2 separate regions of the Oryctolagus cuniculus genome follow, and region 1 is linked to region 2. The links are chromatin contacts, called in public Hi-C maps. All regions are on one chromosome and are shown on one strand. The core of a region is the stretch at or near the end of the contact, and the rest is flanking DNA. Distances in the headings are between cores, read along the strand shown.

The links. A called contact is a pair of places that touch in the nucleus more often than the background predicts.
Region 1: a contact with region 2 is called in a Hi-C map of skin fibroblasts, with 2.0 times the contacts expected there. The contact joins the promoter of NR4A3 here to the enhancer-like site in region 2. A contact is called at or near these places in 2 of 6 Hi-C or Micro-C datasets (psoas muscle and skin fibroblasts).

The regions. Positions count from the first base shown.
Region 1 is chr1:203,481,211-203,488,410 of mOryCun1.1, reverse strand. NR4A3 (nuclear receptor subfamily 4 group A member 3) reads right to left here and starts at 5,410. Exons shown (of 9, transcript XM_017349418.3): 1 at 4,857-5,410; 2 at 1,801-2,088; 3 at 1,495-1,677.
Region 2 is chr1:202,990,040-202,997,137 of mOryCun1.1, reverse strand. No RefSeq gene overlaps it. Among named protein-coding and RNA genes, the nearest start is that of SEC61B, 120 kb to the right of the region's middle. Within about 2 kb of position 3,842, at least 4 of the 8 cell types and tissues checked have an H3K27ac peak or open chromatin away from gene starts, as enhancers often do.

The DNA.
Region 1 (7,200 bases), core at 4,161-6,660, 490 kb before region 2:
TCTAATATATGTGATCTACATGTACAGACTCTGACTAATAAAAATACACCAGTGGCTGTTTTACAACAAGAGTGTACAGCTATCACCATAGGCAAGTTAACCTGGGTATTTTCTGATGACAGAAGAATGAGATCCCTGGAAAAGAAGAAAGCAGCTTCTTCTTCTTCTTCTTCTTTTTTTTTTTTTTGGTACAGATTTGGTTTCTCTGCCTTTGTGACCACACCAAGTGCCCCCAAGCTACTGGTGTCCAGGGTGCTTACTACTGTTCAGAGGTTGGACCGTGTTAAGAAGGCCTTGAGAACTGAAAGATCTAGTGGATGATGACTTTACCTAACCATTTCCCTTCCTTTATGGCTAGGTAGTAAATGGTAACATGGGCAGTTTCTGGTGGTTGGTTTTTCTGAGCCAAAGGAAAACCAGGTGCAAAAGGTGTGACTAATAGAAAAGTGAGTACTTCACATTTCCTTTGACATCTTTCTCTTACCCACATTTCCAAATTTGATTGAGTCATGCGTGTATGGGATGAAATCTTGACTTGAAAAAAGGTGATGAGGGCCTGTTGGAAGAAGCAGTGATGAGGAGAAGCAGTTCCAGCCTTCCTTTTCCAAGCAGGGCCTTAGAACACACACACTAGTCTGCAGTGGGAGGGTTACTTATCTTGCTGTCCAGTTGCTGGGACAAAATGAAAGGCTTATCATTTAAGCAAGAAAGAACACTGCCTGATCTTTCATCAGGTCTTCTCCTTTCAGCACCTCCAGGATTTTTCTGTTACTCTTTTCCATCATTCTTCCTTGCCAGTTCCTACCTATTGCACTTCTTTGTGTCGTTCTGAGGTTTCCAGCTAGAAGATGAGCTTATTGGGACTGTGCTTTACTTATCTGTGTATCTACCTCCCTGGTGCCTACACAGGCCTGGCACCTAGCATTCCTGGAACAAATTCACCAAGAGGTGGTGCAAACCAAATCTATAATCCTTTCTGTTGCCAAACTTACATTGACTCCTTGGTTTTCAGCTGAAATGCTTTTTTTTTTTCTTTTAAAAACCCCTTTCCCTCTGAGCTTCCATTATCCAAACTTGTGCACCCAAATGATTTCTGTTTTACATACCCAAGAATCCCTTAGAGCTCTCCATTGCTCTAAGAGATTCCACAACTCCTAAAACGCACACAGTGGATATAAAAGAGAGACAACAATGAAGATGTTAAAATGTATGGAAGACCCCAGTCTATTTTGGTGTATTTGCATTTTGCTTTGGAAAAATAATTTTTGAGAGATGCAACGCTTAATTTAATCTGGCTGCTCCCCCTCGGTAAGCAACAGGGTGTGGTAATACAGAGGAGCTTCGTTCGAGGAAGCCACCTGTGCTGCGAAATGCGCGGCCAGCAGTGGCTGTCCTGGCACTGAGCGAGCAGACCAGTCTGCCTGCTGGGTGTGTGGTTCCCCCACCCCCTTCTCCCAGCCTGGGAAGTCTAAGGGGTCGCACTTTCAGACCTACCTGGAGGGTATCTTGCGCGCTGAATGGTGGGGCTGGGGGTCTCTCCAGCGGAGGCCGAGAGTGTAAGAGGCGGGGACGTCTTGGGAGGCGAAGCGGCGGCGGCGGCGGCGGCGATGCCCGACTCCGCGGAGGGTCCAGGCTCAGGGCCCGGGCTTGCCGGGCTGCGCTCTTCCGCAGTGGGCTCTGCAGGCACCGGGAGAGAGGGCAGAGGTCGCGATGAGACCAGGCTGGGTCACCATGGCCTGGGCGGGCATACGGGGAGGGGTTTGGCGGGGAGCCTCTAGAGAATTCTACTGCGTTAATTACCAAGAATTAGCGTAAGGGCAGGTAAGGGTACTTAAGGGTACCGGAGTCCCTGGGCAAGAAGCATCACACCGCCTTGGGAAAGCCGAGGAAAGGTTGTCCGCACCCGCTGCGCTCATCGCCGTTTTGAGGTACCCGAACCGAGGCTAAAAACCTCGCAGCCTGTCGTCGCCCAGAAATTGCTCTCTTTGCCCCCACAATTGGTTCCGGGCTCGCGAAGGCAGGAACACCGAAGAAAAGAGAACGCTTGAGGAACGAGTTCCGCCCGAATTTGGGGGTCAGCGAGTGTGCCTGAGCGGAAAATAGCCATTTTCCAACTCCGCCCGCCCGCCACCCCTCAGATACAAATTTTTACACGTTGCATAGGAAATGCATAAGGTCCGGAACGAATGCATGAATGCCCCGAGGAATTAAGAAAGTCTACGCTTTTCATTCTAAATGCTAATGGAGCTTCGCTTCTATTAGCCGGGAGTTTCGGGGGCCAGGGGTCAAGCAAACAAAAGGGCACAGTGCACAAGGAGGCCCGCGCTGGAAGCCGGGCGGCGAGGCGGGCGGAGGGAGGTTCCCTGCACGCAGCGGGCGGTGTCCCCGAGGGTGGGCGGCTTCGAGGCTGCAGGCCATCCCGCGCCCCGGAGGGGGCACATTCCTGGGAGCGCCTAATGCGGCTCCCGGGCGAAAGGCTCCACGCGCAGCCCAGCGAAACTTCGTCTCGGAGCGCTTTGGCCCCAAACTCCGGCCTACAGCGCCCCCTTTGCCTGGGGTGGGCAAAGCTCGGAGGGTAGGAACGTGGATCGAAAAGAAAAAATACACAAAACCCCAAGTCAAACAAAACCAGAAGAAAAAACCTCCCGGGTGCACGGTCCGCAAAGGCCAGGTAAGTTCTGCCTCCTGCCACCCTCGATGGCCAGACTTTGCGTGCAGGGACAGAGAAAGGGGCTCGGAGTCCCCGGGTGCGGGAAAACCTTGAGGGCTAAGAAACGGGGGGATTCCCTCGCCATCCCCTGCCTGAGCCGCTCCGACGGGAAGCTTGAGCTCCCTGGAGCGCAGGCCCTGGAGGATCTTTCCACGGCCGCAGCGCGTGCTTCCCGTCCCCGCGCAGCTTCAGTAGGGGTCTCTGGCTGTCCCCGCCCCCTACTCCAGTGGGTGCTCGCATTCCCGCCCCTGCCTGGGGAGCCCTCTGAATTCCGGGCGGCTGAGGGCCGCCGCGCCTCCCCAAGGAAGGGGTTCCTCTCGCGCGCCCAGCGGCGGCGGCGGCGGCAGAGTCCAGGCGTCTCCCAGACATCCCGGCCCGGGCGCCCCTCGGTTCCCTCCGCCCCGCAAACGGCCGGTTACCTAGGCGTAGGGCTCGGCGCCTGGAAACACGTTCCGCGGCTCGCGCTCACGGCAGCCGGCCGGGACCTGAGGCTCGGGGTTATAAATTAGGAAGCAGTAACTACATCCGTCAAAGCCCCTTTCTCTCTCGTGGGCGGACGAAAGGAACACCCCCGTGTTCCCCTCCCTGGGGTGAAGTGTGTGGAGGAAACCGTGAAACGCACCATTGTGACCGGGGCTCTTCCGCGGAGTTTCCAACCCCGGGGAGCGGGGGCGGAGGCTGGGCGGGGGCAAGGGGAGTGGAGGAGACAACGACAGAAAGGGAAAGATTCTCAGAAAGACCGAGGGAACCCAGCCGCGGCGCGGGGGAGGGTTTCTGCGAGCGCACGGTCCCGGGGATCTGCCTGGGGTGCGGGGAGAGGGACCGGGCGGAGGGGGAGGTCGCTGGGGCCCAAGGAGTCTTTGACAGCCACATGACGAACGTCTTGTTCGGCTGCAATAACTAGAATAAAGTGATTTCATTCATTGTGCCCAGGCTCCGAGACGCACAGCTTTTCTTCCCCCCGTCTCGATTCTGTAATACACTCCCCCGTCGTGGGAAAAGGAGCCCCAGGACTTGGGTTCGCGGGGGGATCGGGTGCAGGCGCCCGCGGACCTCCCCGGCACCCTCGCGCCGGGGGCTAACGCTCCGGATTCCTGCTCCCCGAACTCCGTGCAGCTCTTCCCTCCGGAGAGCCCAGACACACGAATAAAAAGGCAATCTCCAAGAACATCTCTCGGGAATCAAGGGGGGCAAACGGCCCTCCTCCTTCGCCCGGTCCCAGGGCTCCCAGCAGGTCCCAGCGGTGCCCGCGGCGGTCGATCGTCGCGGGCCGCGCTCGCCTCTCTGCGCTCCCTCTCGGCTGCCGACAACTTTCATTTCTACTAAGTAAGGCGCTCGGAGCAACTTCTCCAAAAGCGCGAGCTCAGGCAGTGACCCGGGAGCATGGCTTTCCCGCACCGCGCCTGGCCCAGAGGAGAGGCTCCAGGTCCCCACGCGTGTCGGGGCCCGGGAGCCGACAATTACTCCCGATTACCTCCAAAGCGCAAAGTGTAAGCCGGCAAGCCGGGCGACGCCAGGCAGACGTGCCCAGCGGAGCCCCAGGCTCATTTCAATACAATAAGCCACATTCCTACAATTACGTCCTTTCCTGAGATCTCCGGGCGCCTATGCAAACTCGGGCGGCCCTTTCCCTCCCAGGCTTGCTCCCTGCCAGCCCAGCCAACTCGGTACCACCGTTCGGTTCGTCAGCTTGGACCCGCCAGAGCCCCTATTTCCGATTCTACTAAAAAGGCAGGAAAATTACTGCCGTTCATCACCGGAGCTGCAACTCCCCGCCGCCGCCGCCGCCGCCGCCGCCGAGAGCATCATTACCATGACAACTAGAGCGAAATACCCTGAATTACAGCTCTGGGGCTGCTGCTGCACAAATCCCGGTTCTCCTCTTTGTTAGAGGCTTTTCGCCTCTCGGGGTGGGGAGAGGAATCCCACTCGCTCCGGAGATCCCCGCGGGCCCGCTCCCGAGGAAAAGTTTCAGATCAGAACCCACGGGCCGCTCGCCTCGCGAAGCCGGAGCCCGGAGGCGGCGGGGTTTGGTTGAAGGGGGGGAAGACCCCACGCTCAAAGTTGTCAATTTCAGGAGCCAAGCTCCCCAGCGCGCCAACTTTTTAGCAAGTCCCCCTATTAACCGGGCGAATCTTATACATACTTGAGTGCTGTGGCGGTTCCGTCTTTAGAGCGAGTTTCTAGAGAGCTGCCCCGAAATCTGCACTTGGGTGGGAGTCGCAGCTGCTGTCCCGGAAGGGCTGCGGTGTACAAGCCCCGCGGCTCCCGGAGGCGGCGAGCGGCTGGCGGGGGATGCTGCGACCCCGACTCATGGGAGAGCGGCGCCGAGAGGTTCTGCGGGCGTCCTGGCTCCGGCCGCGACCGCAGGGCAGGATGCAGCCGTCGTGCCCACCTCCACGGCCACCGCCGGCGCTGTCAGCGTCGCCAAGGGAGCCGGGCAGGAGCGTCCGGCTGCGGCGCGGCGCGGCCCCGGCAAGGGCGCAGGGCGCGAGGGGTGTGAGCGCGCGGGCGAGAAGGGAGCGTGTGTGCGGAGCGTGTGTGCGCGCGTGTGTCTGTGCGTGCGAGTGAGGGAGCGGGTGTGAGCGTGTCTGTGTATGGGGAGCGGAGGAGGAGCAGGCGCTGGAGGGGTTGGGGGCGGGAGGCAGGAGACTCCGCTCTCCCGGCTGCGCGTTCGCTCGCTCTCCCGGCACGTCATTTATGCCACAGGAGCCCTAGCGGCCTCTCCATAGAGTGCCTGGAATGCGAGACGTCAATGTGACGCCATGGGACGCTACGTCACCCTCCTCCTCCTCCCTCCCCTGGCCCAGCCGGTTCCGCGTGTGCGAGGGAGGGTGTGTGTGTGTGTGTGTGCGCGCGCGCGCGGGTGAGTGATCTGGAGCGCGCGCGCGCGTTCCCCTGCCCAGGAGCGTGGCGGCACAATGGAAAACTGTGCCCTGGCCGAGGGGGGGCCTCTGGGACCCGCGCTGCCAACCCCTGAGCAGCGGCACAGCTCGCCGGAGCGCGCGTCTGCGGGAGGGTGCAGCGGCCCGCCCGCGGGTCAGGCGGCACCGCCCAGCTGTCAGGCTCGGGTGGAGTAGCGCTGGAGGAGTGCTGCTGGCTCGCCTCCGAGGCTGCCCCGAGGCTGCGAGCCAGGGCCGGGGGGTAAGGGAGAGGACAGCTCTTCCGAGAGGGAAGGCTGCGCCAGCCAGCTTCTCCGAGTGACCTGGCAGGCGGTGCAGCAGGAGTCTGGCACCAGCCCGAAGACTCCCGGAGGTGCAGCTGCGCTTTCCTCCTGCCACGGCGCTGGAGCTGTTTACTTAGCCCTGGCCCTGTGCGCTTAGGCTGACTCCCCTCCTCCGCCCAGCAGCTTCTGGGTGCGTGTTTCGCACGAGGATGCAGCTGGCTCGCGGATGAGGTTTGACTTCTTTACACTCAGGGTCTGGGTTTCCCGACCGGACACACTATAACCCAGCCGGGCGCACATCCATCGTCCACGCGCACGGAACCACCGGAGGTGTGCAAAAACAAACACACACGTGCTGAACAGCTGAGCGGGGTTGGCTGTTGTAAACCCTCGCTCATCCCCAGCACGCGGTCGGCGTGGAACTCTGCACTTTCACTTTTTGATGTCTGTAGAGCCCCCCCCTCGCCCATCTCCCAGATGAAGCATTTCGAAATCAGCCCGCAGGATTGATGAGTCAGTGGCCCTCGCTAGGGGATTTGCTGTGGTCTTGGGAGGTTGTGCCCAAAGCCTGGGTGACCCTGTGAGGGGCAGCAGTTTCTTCTTGGAAACGATGCATTTCAGTGTGAGTGGCTGAAAATCAAAACAGAAAATGCATCGGAGTTCCAGATGCTGAGTTCCAGAGGATGCTGCTTGAGTGACAGCAACCCCTTTCAGAAATGAATTTTGGAGGAGAAAACATTTGACCGTAACAGCGCTGACATACGTGGTCCCCAAGTGGTCCAGTGGCTTCGGGCGTGACTATTTATTTGACCTGTCCCTATGTTTTTTTTTTTTTTTAAATGTGTGTGGGGAGCAGTACCGAAGAAGTTTCGAGGTGGGACCAGAACCTTGCAAACCAAACTACGAATAAATATGTACGGCATGGGTAATGTGCAGACCGTGGGAGGATGCTGCCAAAGCTGACCCAGCCGAGAGGAACCGAGCCTCTGCAGCGCTGCGGAGTTCAATCTAGTCTCCGAAGCAAGGAGGGCGCTGCTACATTGTATCCATTCAAAGGCTGGCGGCGGGAGGGGGGCGGGGAGCGGGACCTGGAGCCGCGCGGCGCTGACGCACGCGAGGCGCGTGATTGACGCAGGCGATGTTACTAAATTCGGCGGTTGGCCGGGCCCCGCCGCCGGCGCGCGCCGCAGATAGCGGAGTAGGTTCCCCTCGGTCACCCCCGCCCCTTCTCCATTCAGCGCCACGAGGGGCGGGGCGGGGCGCGCGGGGCGGGGCCGGGCCGGGCGGGGCGGGGCGCGCGCGCGGCCGCGCCGGGATCCGGCCG
Region 2 (7,098 bases), core at 2,593-5,092:
TCAATTTATAGGGCACTTGCCCCCCGTGTCTCATTTTTCCAAAGACCCTCAGAGCCATTCTGCACTCTAGGAACAATTTAATTGCAACGTGCCTGCCACCCGTTTCTTCTCCTAGCTGGTCACTGAGCCTGCCCAGGACCCATCCACATGACCATGTATGCTGGGGGAGTCCTTCGTTCCAGCCTCAAAGGGCTCCCTCCCACTTTCCCGGGTTCCCATCAGGGTGAGGAGCCAAGAGGGCCTCGCCAGGCGCCTCTGACCGTGGCTGTGACACTCATGCAGCCCTGTGACCCCGGAGGCCCTGTCACTCCCGGAGGCAGAATTGGGAAGAAGACCTCTCCCGGCTGGCACGTCGGGGACAGCTGCTCGGCTCATGTTCCCTGGCCAGGAAGGCCTCGCTGACCCTGTGATCTGGCCCTGCTTCCAAACTGGCAGACGGACGCTGGTGCCTAGCGCGTCCCCCTCAGCTGAGCTTAACTGACCACTAAATCACCCAGCGGAGGACAGCACCGGTCAGCTGAGGGGTGGGCTCTTTCCAAGTAGAACCCCGCAATTCTGCTGATGTGCAGAGTCGCTGTTTTCAGGGACAGCACGCACAGACACGCCAGGTCATGCCCTGAGGAATCACGGTCTCTGGTTCGCCCTGGTGGTTCTAACAACTTGCGGATGGCTTAGGAGTTGGCAGCTTGACGACCCTGCCCCCAGTAGCTAATCAAGAAATGGTTTCCTCTACATCCAAGGCCATCCCCAGCTCCGTAGTTTTTCAGAAAATCACTAAACACCTGCCACTCCTCGTCATCTCCCACTACCCATTAATTACACTCCCAAGGAAGAGACTCAGGGGCAATGAATCTTCATCAAATAGGAAAGTTCTGCCTGGTGTCTGGCCACCTGGGTCACCCCAGCCTCCTTCAAGCCTCTAACCCTCCGCAGGGTCTCAGCGCGGCTCCCAGCACGAAGTCCTTTCTGTGATCATTGTCCCACCAGCAGGGCCCCATGGCTCCACCCCAACCCATAATCTGGATCCCTCTCCTGCAGGCTTCCAGCCACTGTCAAGGTTGCAACTGAGGACAGCGCACAACACGTGGCTTCTGAAGGGAACAGATAAGAGGGTGCGTGGCTTGCTTATCCCTTGGGTGACCCCGAAGTTTTCATTTATTGCAACCCCATTGTGAGGTTCTAAGTGAATAGAAATGTAATCTGACTATGGTGTTCAGAGGTGGGGCTTTGGAAATCGATTAGGAGTACATGAGTGGCCAGTGTTGTGGTGCAGCGGGTTAACGCCCTGGCCTGAAGCGCCAGCATCCCATATGGTTCTAGTCCCTGCTGCTCCAGTTCCGATCCAGCTCTCGGCTCTGGCCTAGGAAAGCAGTAGAAGATGGCCCAAATCCTTGGTCCCCTGCACCCACATGGGACACCTGGCTCCTGGCTTTGGATTGGCGCAGCTCCAGCTGTTGTGGCCAATTGAGGAGTGAACCATCAGATGGAAGACCCCTCTCTCTCTCTCTCTCTCTCTCTCTCTCACTCTGCATCTCCTCTCTCTGTGTAACTCTGATTTTCGAATAAATAAATCTTAAAAAAAAAAAACAAAAAAACAGAGTACATGAAGTCATGGGGTCACTGGGGAAGGGTACTCATGATTAAATCCTGGTGACTTTACTGCAGAGGGAAGGAAATGCACAGACAGATACATAGATGGGCACCCTCCCTGCGTCTCAGGAGGCAGACACACAGACACACAGACACAGACACACAGACAGGGGGGCTCCCTACGTCTCACTATGTGATGCTCTGTGCCCACCTCAGGACTCCACCACCAGACGCTGCCCCTAGATCTTGCACCTCCAGAACCTTAAGCCAAAACAAATGTCTTTTCTTTGAAAAGTAGCCTGTCCCTGTAAGTTCCTTTTAGTGATGAAAAACGGACAGGCAGAGAGCAGAACAAGTGCAGAGGAAGGAGGTGGGCACACAGCGGGGAGAGTCCTGTGGCTGCGCCTGGGGGGGTTGGTAGCAGAGTAAGGGAAAGGGAAGGAAGGCAGCCCCTGTGTGGGGGAGGCCCGAGCTCGCGAGAGGAGAAGGGGGCTTTCCCACTGTGGGCACTTTCAACAGTAGGGAGGGCTGTGCTGCTGGGAGCTGTGCGGTGACCCTGACCCTGAGGAGTAGGCATTTCTTCTTCGGGGCTCAGGGGACAGCCCCCCTTTCCTCCACTAGCCAAGGGCTTGCATTTCTCCTTGGCATGCTCTCCAGGGTCACTGGTCCCTCGCGTGATTCTGTGGAGCGTGATTCTCACCTGCTCAGCAGGGCAGCAGGGGTCGTGGGCTCAGAGCACAGGGGCCTGGCCCAGGGTGGATGCTCAGTGTCCAGCCATGGGCACTGTGGCGGCGAGGGAATCACGGTGTCAGTGGCTGCTTGTATGATGGGGTTTCTAAAAATACGCCCCATCCTGCTGCTCACGGGGCACCAGCCCAGTCCTCCTGAGTGCCAGGCAGGCAGCACAGGCGTGAGTGATCTGCTCCCTCCCCCTCCCCACCACCTTCCCTGCAGTCCAGGTCATAGTCTATTCTCACCCTAGCTACTCCACGAGCCACCTGCCAGCTCCTCCTTCTCCACGTGGATCTTCAAGGGTTGCTGCAAAACCCAGGAGCCTGCTAAGAGCCTGTACTTTAACCAAAGCCCACTCTCCCATCCATTCGATCACTCAGTCAGTCACTCAACATGCACCCAACACCCATTCAGCACACTGATGACTAGGCCAGGCTTTAGAAGCTGCTGCAGGTTGGGGGAAAGAAGCAAGATGCAAGAATACACATTATGTGAATTCATGGTGCTCAAGAACACGTGAATCTAGTCTGGAAGCCCGCAGCGTGGTGGCTCCTTGGAGGCAGAGGGCTGCCATTGGCCGGGAAAGAGCATGTTGAGTTTCTTGGGGCCTGGAAATGGTCCTATCTTGACTGGAGTCGCAGTCTCAGGAGGCATACATGTACACAGAACATAAAAATGTACTGAGCTGTGCACTTAAGAGTTGCACCTTTATATATCTTATACCTCAACCGTTCTCTTAAATTTATATAAGGCGTGATTCTGGTTTTCCTTTTGAGAGCTATATACATATCCATGACTCAAGAACAGATGAGAAAACTACATCAACATTTTAGCAGCGCTTCTCTCCGATTGGTGAGATCATGATGAATTTTTAATCTCCTTCTTTATACTTTTCTGGATGTCCCAAATATTCTACACTGAATATATCTTGCTTACATAATGAGATGAGATATATTAAATGTTATTTTGAAAGCAGGAGCCCTAGAGGTGAAAGACTGGGCAGGCACGAGGCAGGTGGCTCTCTTCCCGGAGGGGACAGAGCTGCTCACGAGCTTTTGTCCTCTTGGACAGCAAGGACACTGGCTTAGGAGTCCTGTTCTAGGTCTGTAGGATTTGGGCACAGCTAAATAAAGCTCTTGGCCCCCGGGGACTGGGAGGTGGGGGCTGCGGGAAGAGCTCTGGGCTTTCCTCCGCAGAGGCCTGTCCGGTTTGTCATCACCCCGGCAGCAGCACTGCCGTCACAGGGCCCTGAGCCTCAGCCTGCCTGGAGGTTTCTCCCAGGATGAGATGACTGGGGTGGGGGGAGGGGGCATCCCTTCAGCAAGGACCAGCTCCAGCGTGCCCTGCGGGGCCCAGTGAGGCGGGGTAGCTGATGACGAAGTATTACAAAGGAAACCAAAACAAACCAAAAACAGATGAAACCCCGGGACCCTAAGAAGCGCAGGGAATGGAGCAGGCAGGAATGGCCCTGGGTCTCGGTTTTCTCACTGGGAAATGGGACTGCTGTGAGGTTCGCATACCAGTGAGCAAAGTGCCGAGGCTGGGGGGCTGGTTCTGTGTTGCGATTTTGATGACATCTGGCGAGTGGAGTGGGTCGCATGGCTGGCTCCCTGGCCTGGTGCCCCTCTCTCTGGGCTACCACAGCCTGTACATAGCAGGGGCCGGGGTGGGTAGACCTCCGCATGTGTCTGAAACCTGATGTCTGCTTTGGCAGTGCCAGGGTGGTCATGTGATGAGCACAAATGCAGTTTGATTTCCAAGCTGGATCCTAAAAACGCTTCCCTCTGCCCTCCACCTCCCTCTCCTGCCCCCGGCACCAGGGCTCCCACGGAGGAGTCATGTGAGGGCTTCTCAGATTGAGCCACGGAAGGAGCAGGGGCCAACTCTGCCCTGTGACACATACACAGCCTCCCATGGTCACATGGCCTCCAGCTGCCACCCCGGCCTGTTGCCTCGCCTTGGCAGCTTCCTGAGCTGACTCGTCCCTCCAGGCTGCAGCTTGGCAAACAGCAGGATGGAGGGACAGAGGGTACAGGGCCAACAGGCTTGGACAGCTCCGGTCCCAGCTGACCTCTAGTGGGAGGCTAGCCAGGAGTCCCCTGGACACGGTATGGTGTGTCCTACAGGGAATTAGCTGCCTTCCTGACCTCATGCGGCAGTGGATGGAGCTGTTGGCAGCTGGGCCCCTACAGCCAGCCAGGACGAGGGCCCCCAGGAGCAGAAAGCATAAGCTCTAGGTGCTGAGAGAGGCGGTGCAGAGAGCCAAGTGCACGTCCAGTGTCTCTTGTACAAAAGCTGGAAGCGGGAGGTTGCCAGGCCTTAGAGAGAGGAAAAAAAACGAATATAAGAGGGCCATCTCCATACGTACTCAGAAGTCAGCAATGCACCCTTCTCAACCAGGGGCTCCTTTGCCACCCAGGGGATACTTGGCAGAGTTTGGAGACACCTTTGATTGTCAACATTTGGCAAGGGAGGGAGGAGGCGGGGAGAGTGGGTTGCATGTTACTGGCATCTAGTGGACAGAGGCCAGGGATGCTGCTGTTGACCCCCCTACAGTGCGCAGGTATGCCCCTCCCCCTCCACCCTGCAACAAAGCATTATCTACCCCGGATGTTGGTGATGCCTCTGTTGAGAGACGTTGGTCCAGAGAAAAATCAGTTGTCCTGGGGAAGATTGGAAGAATGTCCCATGAATTAACCCACTGTCACTCCCAGGCTTGGGACCCTTCTGCTACTGTCCAAGAACCGTGCACAAAGGTTTCTTCCATGGTCCAGCCCTGCCTTACCTTGGCTAACCCTCAGCCTCATCTCTTTCCGGGTTCTGGTCACACCAAACCATTCGCGGTGTCCCACATACTCCAGGCCCTTACCCTTGGGGAAGGGAGTTCCGCAGCCTGTCTGGAATGTTCTCCCACTCTGTCTGGTAACCATGCACCTCCCCTTCTGGGTCCAACAGCCTCCTCTCATTGCAGGCCCCCAAAAGATTATTCAGTGCCATTTGTTCTGTGCTCAGGTATTCATAGGATTTTTTTTATTGGCTTAGTTGAAATATAATTGACCTACAAGAAACTGCACATCCTGAAATTGTAGTTTGATTACTGGTGACCTGTGTGTAGGCCTGTGAAAGCGTCGCCATGACTGAGAGGGTGAGGACAGCTCCAGCTCCTAGAAGCTTCCTTGCACTCCTGATGATGCATTCTTCTCACCCTGTTTTGCTCCCTGCAGGCGACCGCGCGGCCAACTCCATTGTTGCACGTGAATTTGCATTTTGTGGACCTTACATAACTGGAAGTGTGTGTCATTTCTGTCTGCCTTCTTTTATTCAACATAACTCTTCTGAGATTCAGAGCGTACTGTTGCATGTACCAAAAGTTTATTCCTTCTTATTGCTGAGTAGTGTATAGATATTCCACTATCCGTTCACCCACTCCTCCATGGACGGACATTCGGGTGGTTTCCAGTTTGGGGCTAACCCACGTACAGATGCCATAAGTACTTGTATGTAAGTCTTTCTGTGAACGTTTGTTTTCAATTTGGGGGTAAATGTCTAAGAGGAGAAGAGCTGGATCACATGATTAATATAGGTTTAGTTTTTCTAAGAAACTACCAAACTGATTCCTTTAAAAGGTAGTTTATTTGGAAGACAGAATGACACAGATAGAGGTAGAGACAAAGGGAAAGAGAGAGAAATCTTCTATCTGCTGGTTCATTCCGCAAATGGCTACAGCAGCCAGGTCTAAGCCAGGAGCCTGGAACTCCATCTGGGTCTCCCACCTGGGTGGCAGGGCCCAAACACTTGCGCCGTCACCTGCTGCCTTCCCAGGCACACGCACAGGAAGGTGGACCTGAAGCAGGGTAGCTGGGATTCAACCCAGTGCTCCAGGAGGGCTGACCAGTGTCGCAAGCAGCAACTTAACCCACTGCAGCACAGACGCCGACCCCAGGACACGCACACTCTCTTCTGAAGCCATCGTTCCATTTTCCGTTCTCACCAGCAGTGCGGGAACATTTCACTTCCTCCACTCCTCAGCAACACCAGGTATAGTCAGTATTTAATTTTAGCCATTGTAGTGGGTATGTGCTGGTTTCTTATCATGGTTTTCATTTGCATTTATCTAATGACTAATGATCTTGAGGATCTTGCCACGTGTCTATTTGTCATTCATATATCTTCACTGGTAAAATACTTTTCAGAGAGTTTTGAAAGAATGCTGTGTATGTTTTCACATCAAATGAACGAAAGCCAGTAACTATAAGCGTGGTCTTTGGAATCCATCAGACTGGCTTCCCTCCCTGGCCTGGCCACTTGCTGTGCAATATAAGACAGGTAGTTTACCCTTCTGAACTTCATTTTCTTCTCGTATAAAAGGAGGCTATAGCCTTGACCTTGAGTTGAGATCAAATACTTAATCCCTTAAAAGTACTTAACTCAAGGCATATAAGATACTTCTCAATAAATGCTGTTATAACTATTAAACATCCTCTGTTGGTCTGATTTAAATAGCAGCAAGCAAGATCCTGCCGTAGCTCAGAAATAAATCTCTCTGGGAATTAAGCAGTGTCCACGTCCAGGAAGTAGATATATGTCATTTTTTGCCCCTAGGCATCTGATGAATGGAATTGAGTACAAATCTGTGATGTCAGAGCCAAGAGTCCTTAGAGATAATGAAAGCGACCCGAGTGCTAGCCCAGGTCCTGCAGCCGGCGGAGCCTGTGACAAGAACTACAGCGGTGGGGCTCTGCCGGGGTGGCGTGCAGTATCTGTGGTCAGGGTGGG